Linked DNA regions of Mus musculus: region 2 is linked to region 1. Evidence: chromatin contacts called from public HiChIP or PLAC-seq data. All regions are on one chromosome and are shown on one strand. Each heading gives the region's core, a stretch centred on a gene start, on an enhancer-like site or on the middle of the called end of the contact. The rest is flanking DNA. Distances are from core to core; before and after follow the strand shown. Region 1 overlaps Ptpro (protein tyrosine phosphatase, receptor type, O). Region 2 overlaps Eps8 (epidermal growth factor receptor pathway substrate 8).

Region 1 (3,960 bases), core at 1,392-3,891:
CATTTTAAGCCATAATTCATATGAACTCCTTCTGGGAAGTGAGTGTTTCCTCTGAAGTGAGTGTTTCTTTGCCCTCCCACAAATGATCACAAAATGCACCCAGTGACAAGATGTGAGAAAATGGTTATATAGGCTCAAAACTTTTGGATGCGAATCAGAGGTAGACATGGAGGGACGGATGTTAGGGAACACATCCGCAACTATCCCATCCTGAGCAAGTACCTTTCAAATATGGGAGCTAGCACCTTGTCTTGGTGAGCTAAAATGTTGATCCTGTGGTTTTGTGTGTGTGTGTGTGTGTGTGTGTGTGTGTGTGTGTGTGTTCTGGTGAGCAATATAAATATGTGTGCATTATATACGTGCATGTATGTATGTGTGTACACATAATGTGTGTGAATGTACAGGTGTGTTGTGTGCACACGTATGTGTTCACACTGCATGTGTGTACCCTGTGTGTGCGCACACTGAGGACCAGCCATGCTTGTGAGCTGCTAAGTTGCTGTTGAAGGAGCAGAGCGGGTCCTCCTCATCCGCCCACATGAGACTCCTGCGGTTTCAAAGCATGTTGTTGGAAATGAGATTATTCTCAAAACAGCCCTCTGAAAATAAAGCTGCTTGCACCTGTGGGGTCAAGCTCACACAGTCCTTTCTCAGCTGGCAGCAGGGGCCCTGCGGGATGTGACTTTACAAGGGCCCACTTGGTGGCAGACCATTTTATCTGAGAAGCCCCAGGAGAGAAGAGTTATCTAATAGAAAAAGCAAATTGGGTTCTGAACTCAAAGGCTTTTAGTTTGGGATTTTTTTTTTCTTCTTCTTCTTCTTCTTCTAGCAAATTCCACATCTAAATTGGCTCAACTGTCTCTTTATCCAAAATGTCAGTGTAATTTAAAGTTCGAAGCCCTTTGGCTCTGCGGATGATTGGCAGAAGGGCAGAACTGACTTTAACACGGAGAACAGGAAACTTTAGGGAGTTGGCAATACCAGTCCATATCTGTCCACACCCTTAACTCTGGGGCTCAGGCACTGGATAAGAAGAGTTCGCCCTCAAGGTAGTCATTTAAAAGATCGCTGGGAGATTCGTGCACATTCATGGCTGGGTCAGTAGAGACACGTGGTTCTACTAGAGGAGTAGAGCCTCTCCATGGCTGTCTGAGAGGGTGAGGTGACTGTGTGCAAATAAATGTTCAAGGCTCCAGAGTTGGAGTTAGGCAGTGGGGTTGTCAACTAAACCTTGGAGCTGGGTTGAGCTGGGTTCCAGGAATGACGTGTGTGTGTGTGTGTGTGTGTCTGTCTGTCTGTCTGTCTGTCTGTCTGTCTGTCTGTCTGTCTACCCCTGAGACAGAAGGCTGTTAATATGCATCCTTGCCTAAAGGGGAGCGTGAACCATCTCCTCCTTGGGCTGCTCAGTGTACCGTCTTCACTTTCCTCCAAAAACAGAGAGCTCAGGGCAGAAATGGTGCAAAGCCTTACCTCTATAGCGAATGATGTGATGGTAAAAAATGTGGCCTCTAAGCAGCACCAGCCACCTCAGCATCCTCAGGACCCAGCTAAGTGCAAGGCACTGTGGGAGAACAGGTTCCCCCTTTCATTGCTGTCTGTCTGCTTTAGAGATCTCCAGTTGGTTTCCAGCAGTGCAGAAGCCCTGTGAGACTTACGTGTTATCTGAACCTTCTTTTGCAGTGCGGGTGTGGGACGGACAGGAACCTTCATTGCCCTGGACAGGCTCCTGCAACACATTCGAGATCATGAATTTGTGGACATCTTAGGGCTGGTATCAGAGATGCGCTCATACCGAATGTCAATGGTACAGACAGAGGTAGGAACAGCATCGACGTGTGCGCTTAAGTTTGCTCTTGATGGAAAGCATCCTATTACCCAACGTTTGGTTTTAATCGGGCTGTCTCAGTGTCTTTACACCTGTCTTTCCCAGTTTCTTGCTGTGCATATTTGAAACTACCCCATTCCAAATGAATAGGTAGCAAGCTCTCAAAAGGCCGTGGTGTAAATAGTCACACTACTTGCCTGGCTTCATCTGCCTTCTAGGAATATGGAGCACGTGGGCGTGTCTGAAATAGAATCAACCCCTTTTGAGCAGTATGGCGCTCGCTGAAGGTAGCAGTCAGCCTGGGTAAGGAAGACTGTAGGACAGATGTGGTTTGATTTCTACTTGAGATGACAGACTGGTCAGTAAGTTTGTCACTGGGCTTGTTCCTCCATGTGACTCTGTCTTCACTCACTTCTGATAATAACCCTTGGTTGTTGGATTTGTGATCTCTCTCTAGGCTTTCAGGATTGCCAGCCCCCAATCCACCTCCCCTGCCCTATTACTTAAATCACTGGTTCTCAATCTCTAGGTTGCAGCCCATCTGGGGGTTATAGATTAGATGTCAGGCACATCAGATATTTCTATTACATGTCATAACAGCAGCAAAATTACAGTTATGAAGTAGCAATGAACTAATTATTATGATTGGGGGTCACCACAACATGAGGAATGTATTACAGGGTCACAGCATTGGGAAGGTTGAGAACCAATGCCTTAAATGAACAGGCGGTGTATCCCAGAATTCCCCCAGTCTTATTAACCAGTGTCCCCTTTGCCTCCTCGTCTCCCAAGTCCTTCTTTCCCGTGAGGCTTTAGAATGTGCTCAGCCTGGAAGGACAGCTCCAGGCAGCCTTGTGCTGCCCCGCAGCAACAGCCAGAGTACACCGGTGTGACTGCCAAAACCCGAGTACACTGGCTTTTCTATAATCCAGACCACTGGGCTATTAGGTACTCCCTGGCCTCAAGGGCACAATAGAGCTTTTCCTGGAGAAGAATGTGGGGGGCGGAATCTTCTGGACTAGAACAACGCCAGGCCTGACTTCTCTCTGCTTTAACGTGTTGTTCTTCCTCCTGCAGCTTCGTTCAAGAACCACTAGATGTCAGTATAACTCAAATAGCCTGGAGGGTAATGGCAGAGTCTCTCCAACACCGACTTCTTACTCTTTGGTTTCCTACCCCCAGCTCACTCCCATCACCACAGCTGCATCTTAGCAAGGCTTGGCAGAACCATTCAAACATATTCATTGCCAAGCTGCTCCCAGGGCACGGTAGTTTGGAGGTAGTGACTCATTAGCAAACGTCTGAATGACAGTTAGGACGCATACCCAGGCAGGATGTTTTCCCATTAGGAGAAGCTTCTTTTTGCAATAGATGGCAACTCGCATGGAGACACACAACTGGTAAGACTACAGAAAATAAGAGACTACAGAGTGACCTGCCATAAACGGGAGTTATATAGCCACACCCTTTCCCCTAGAGGCTCGGGGAGCATCCCGAAAGAGGGGACAGAAAGATCACAAGAGGCAGGCGCAGCAGATCACACTAAGCCAGCACTGTTTTCTTCCCGCAGCAGAGCACTTGAGATAAGAACTTATAGCAGTAGTGACAGCATGCTCAAACCCTGAGTGAGATCAAGCTGGACAAAATCCCAGCACGGATACAGGGAGGTGGGCATTAGGGTGCTATGGACAACTGTTGACCTTTTGGGAGAAGCAGGTAGTTAGAAAAGGGATGCAAGGCTTAGGGAACTACCCACAATCCTGTAGATATTCCACATCTATGCACATACAGACAACATTAAGTATCCTCAGTGGGTCTGGAAAACAAACAAAAACAAACAAAAACAAAACAGAGCATGTGACGTCGGAAGGGGGAGGTGCTGGTGGGGATAAGGGAGAGATGTCATGGGAGGGAATGAGGGCTGGATTTCAGCCTGAAGTTTTGGTTGTTTACTTCCATAAACACATATTCTGATATGCAATAAAACTATCTCCGTTACATTTATATGTAATAGACGCTTTAAAAAACATATTCTTACATGATAACAGTTCATAACCTGTGGGTCCATTACGCCTTTGGCTGTTGAACTACCCTTTCGCAGGGTTCGCCGAAGACCATCAGAAAACACAATGTTT
Region 2 (3,657 bases), core at 559-3,058, 160 kb after region 1:
TCAAGGGCTTCCATCTGAAGTGTCTGGTGGGGAAGGAGGCAGTGGGTAGCGAAGCCTAGGAAATCAAAAGGAACTAAGGGAGTCTGGGCAGGTTTCTAAGCCAAGACCAAGAGTCAACAGACAGAATTCGTGACCTGCCTAGGTCTACAGTACAGTTCAGAATTCCATCAAGTAAACAAGACAGAGACCCAGGAACCAGATCCAGACAGGAGGCCAATAACCAATCAGCAACAGCCACTGTAACTATCTAGACAGAAGCTCCTGGAGCAAAATGGCTCAGTAGTTAAGAACTTGCTGTAATTAAGAGTAATTAGGATCAAGAGCTGGTTGGTCTTGCAGAGGACCCAGATTCTATTCCCAGCACCCACGTGGCACCTTACAACTCCAGGCCCAGGAAGTTATAACCCTGTTCTGGCCTCTTCAGAAATTGCATGCACATGTACATGGTACACAGATCAACACACAGAAAAAACAAAACAACAAAAAAACAGGCATACACATACTTAAAAAAAAAAAAGAAAAGAAACTCTTAATTGGGCATTTAAAATTCCCCCACAGGTGGAGTGGGACCCATAACCTGGTCTGACACTTTGAACAAGAACTAAATACTCCCAGTAGTAAAAGAAAAGCAATTTACGGCTGTGGAGCCAGGAGCATTGCTGAGGTTTCAGATTCTCTAAGAGAAGAAAACCCTGCATCCCAGCAGTGAGGTGTGATTTCCTCCTCACAGTCAGGAGCTCACAGGCATGGCTACAAGAAGTGTGATGACCCAAGCGATTATGGTCTTAGCAGTGGTGATGTTAATAATGACATTAATGCAGAAGAAGAGATAATTAGCTAATTATAACCATTTACCAAAACCTTAATGTTTGGCCCTCTCTCCCACTTTTGTTTTTTGAATTTGTTGGCACCTGGTGGCTTTAAATACTTTAGAATTTGGATCTCCTTTCTTCATAAGACCCCACGGGAAGGGACGGCAAAAGCCAACACCTTCCTAAGGGCACAGCAACAGAAGCTGTGTCATTTGGGCTGCATTATGGGACAAAGGGGATGTGCAGGATACACCACCATTTACTGAGAGCACTTAGCCTTATGGTACTTATATCAAATCGCAGAAACCCAAGCTACTGCTTGGGGATGCAAGACCTACATGAAGGAACCCTGTGTCACTAACATTCTTGGCTCTTTTGGCAGGATTTCTTCTTGATGACTTTCCGTGTGTCCCTGACTACAGTGAGACCAGAAGTCAATGTATTCCAGCTATAGATACCGTTAGTGTAATCCAGTGTAATAATAATATAATCCAAGCAAAAACATCTAAGAATTATGAGATTTGGGGGATACATTTAGACTCAAGGGAGCGCCTTTTGTGTGCTCCTGTCTCATGACTGTCAGGAAACAGGTGCATGATAACAGGTCCAGAGACTATTTAATTCATACAGGCTCAGTAAGGGTGTGTCTAACCATCACAGTCTACTGGTTCAGTCTAATACAGGTCTGTCCACCTCCTCCATGCCCACTCAGGAAGCCCTTTCATCTTGCCGACTTGCTGGTAAATGGGTTCCACTTACTCTAACCAAGCAACTCAAAGCCTTTATAATCCAAATACATCCATATCAGTGGTACTACAGTTACAAATGTCAACAAAGCTATGTAAATATTAAGTAACAGTAAGGGCAATTAGTGATTGCACAGGCTCACTCCTACAAGGGAAGAGACAGCTGGGCATTTTATCCTAGCCCTGAGGAGGCAGAAGAAAGGCCTGGGTTGATGGTCCACCTGCTGCTATGTTGCCATCTGGCCTGAGACCAAACAGAACACCAGAAGTTGGCAAGAGAGCTGCTGCCCTGGGCGTCCAACTGGGCATATGCCTTATCCCAGTGGACACACTTTGGGGACACAGTTTCACACCATTCTTTGGCTGTGTGAGTTCTCTCTGTGTGCCAACGGGGCACTGGGGGAAGATTCTGTCACTCTAGGTGTTAGCCTGACCTCAATTAAGACACTTGTCCTATTTGGGGGGAAAGGGTTTTAACGATTTATATTCTGTAAACTCCCAAACCCAAGCAGGAGGCAGATGAAGGGCAAGGTGGAACTGACAGGACTCTGAACTTGGCAGCAGAGTGAAGAACAAGAATAGAAATCCTGAAGCCCCCACCCTACAGCATTGTAACCCTGAAAGGGGCTCAAGGACAGTAAGTCACAGAATAATGCTCCTGCCTCCTGCTCTGCTCAGTAGCTGAGCTGAGCAAAGGCTAGACAGGCTAACTAGTCATAGAGGAATTAGAAGCAGCACACATCTTTAGAAAATGTCAGAAAACAACAGTGATCACATTTGTTACCACCAACAAAAACAACTAATAACTTTTCCCACGACTGGTACTTACTTCCCTCCCTGAACACCTACACCATGCATCCCAAGCAAGCCGACTACAAGACATAGCTAAAAAAGAACTGGTGAGATAGCTCAGTGGGTAAACGTGCTTGCTGAACAAGCCTGAAGACTGGAGTTCAGTCCCCAGGATTCATATAATGCTGTGAGAAAAAAACCAACTCCATGGAGTTGTCCTCTGACCTCTGCATGCACACCACACTATCTGTACACACACACACAAACACACACACACACACACACACACACAAATAAATGCCAGACAGACAGACACACAGATGAGAGATAGATAGATAGATAGATAGATAGATAGATAGATAGATAGATAGATAGATAGATAGAAAGAAGGCTAAAGAGATGACTCAACCATTGAAAGCACTTGCCTGCTCTTCCAGAGGACCCAGGTTCAGTTCCCACCACCCATGTAACAATTTACAACCATCTCTAACTCCAATCCCAGGGGATCCTATACCTTCTCCTGGCCTCCACAGGCATTGCATGCTTGTGCTACACACCCAGATATACAGGTAAATACTCACAAACATAACATAAAGAGAAATATTTTTCAAATGAAATTAGTTGGCCAGGCCAAGGCATATGCCTAAAATTTCAACACCTGGGAGGGGGAGAGAGGAAAGTCGGGAATTCAAAGCTATCCTCGGCTATACAGTAAGTCTGAGACTAGCCTGTGCTATATAATAACTTGTTTTAAAATAAATAAAGGGAGGGAGAAAGAGAGGACGGGGTAAGGAAGAAAAGAAGGAAAGGAGGGAGGCAGAGAGGGAAGGAGGAAGGAAGGAAGGAAGGGAGGGAGGGAGGGAGGGAGGGAGGGAGGGAGGGAGGGAGAGAGAGAGAGAGAGAGAGAGAGAGAGAGAGAGAGAGAGAGAGAGAGAGAGAGAAACCGTCATCAAACAAAATGCATCAGTATTAGTGTTTTCCATTTTCAGTGTTAAGTCAGAGTTCCAAGATGGCTAAGCTCTATAAGTACTAAGGGATGTTGCCCTCTTCTGGCACCTTAGGCCCTTGGGGATGCAGCTCCATTCCATCACCACTGGCTGGCTCTCAAAACAGTCCATCAGCCTGTGGAGGTCAGCTCAGCCTGATCCCAGTGGCTAGCTGCCAGGCGAAAGAAACCCTGTAGCAAATTGCAGCTTACAGGGGCGTGTGTGAGAGGGAGGCCCTCACAGGGGACCCTCTGGGACTTTCAGTCAATGCATTGTTTTCTAGTTTTTAGGAATTCAGGCATTCCTTGTTGACATTTAAGA

Evidence for each region. HiChIP or PLAC-seq counts read pairs in DNA pulled down with a chosen protein or histone mark.
Region 2: a contact with region 1 is called in an H3K27ac HiChIP or PLAC-seq map of heart atrium, with 5 read pairs. The contact joins two enhancer-like sites. A contact is called at or near these places in 2 of 39 promoter capture datasets (both in liver), 7 of 484 Hi-C or Micro-C datasets (bone marrow-derived macrophages, cerebellar granule neurons, cerebellum and 2 more), 2 of 115 datasets of contacts at active chromatin or transcription factors (embryonic stem cells and heart atrium) and 2 of 9 other capture datasets (adipose tissue and liver).

The regions. Positions count from the first base shown.
Region 1 is chr6:137,452,905-137,456,864 of GRCm38.p6, forward strand. It overlaps Ptpro (protein tyrosine phosphatase, receptor type, O), which reads left to right. Exons shown (of 27, transcript NM_011216.3): 25 at 1,681-1,816. Among named protein-coding and RNA genes, the nearest start is that of Gm52924, 180 kb to the left of the region's middle. Within about 2 kb of position 2,642, at least 63 of the 459 cell types and tissues checked have an H3K27ac peak or open chromatin away from gene starts, as enhancers often do. A contact at or near this core is called in heart atrium, where this site is marked.
Region 2 is chr6:137,610,618-137,614,274 of GRCm38.p6, forward strand. All of the region lies in intron 1 of Eps8 (epidermal growth factor receptor pathway substrate 8), which reads right to left. Among named protein-coding and RNA genes, the nearest start is that of Eps8, 37 kb to the right of the region's middle. Within about 2 kb of position 1,809, at least 19 of the 459 cell types and tissues checked have an H3K27ac peak or open chromatin away from gene starts, as enhancers often do. A contact at or near this core is called in heart atrium, where this site is marked.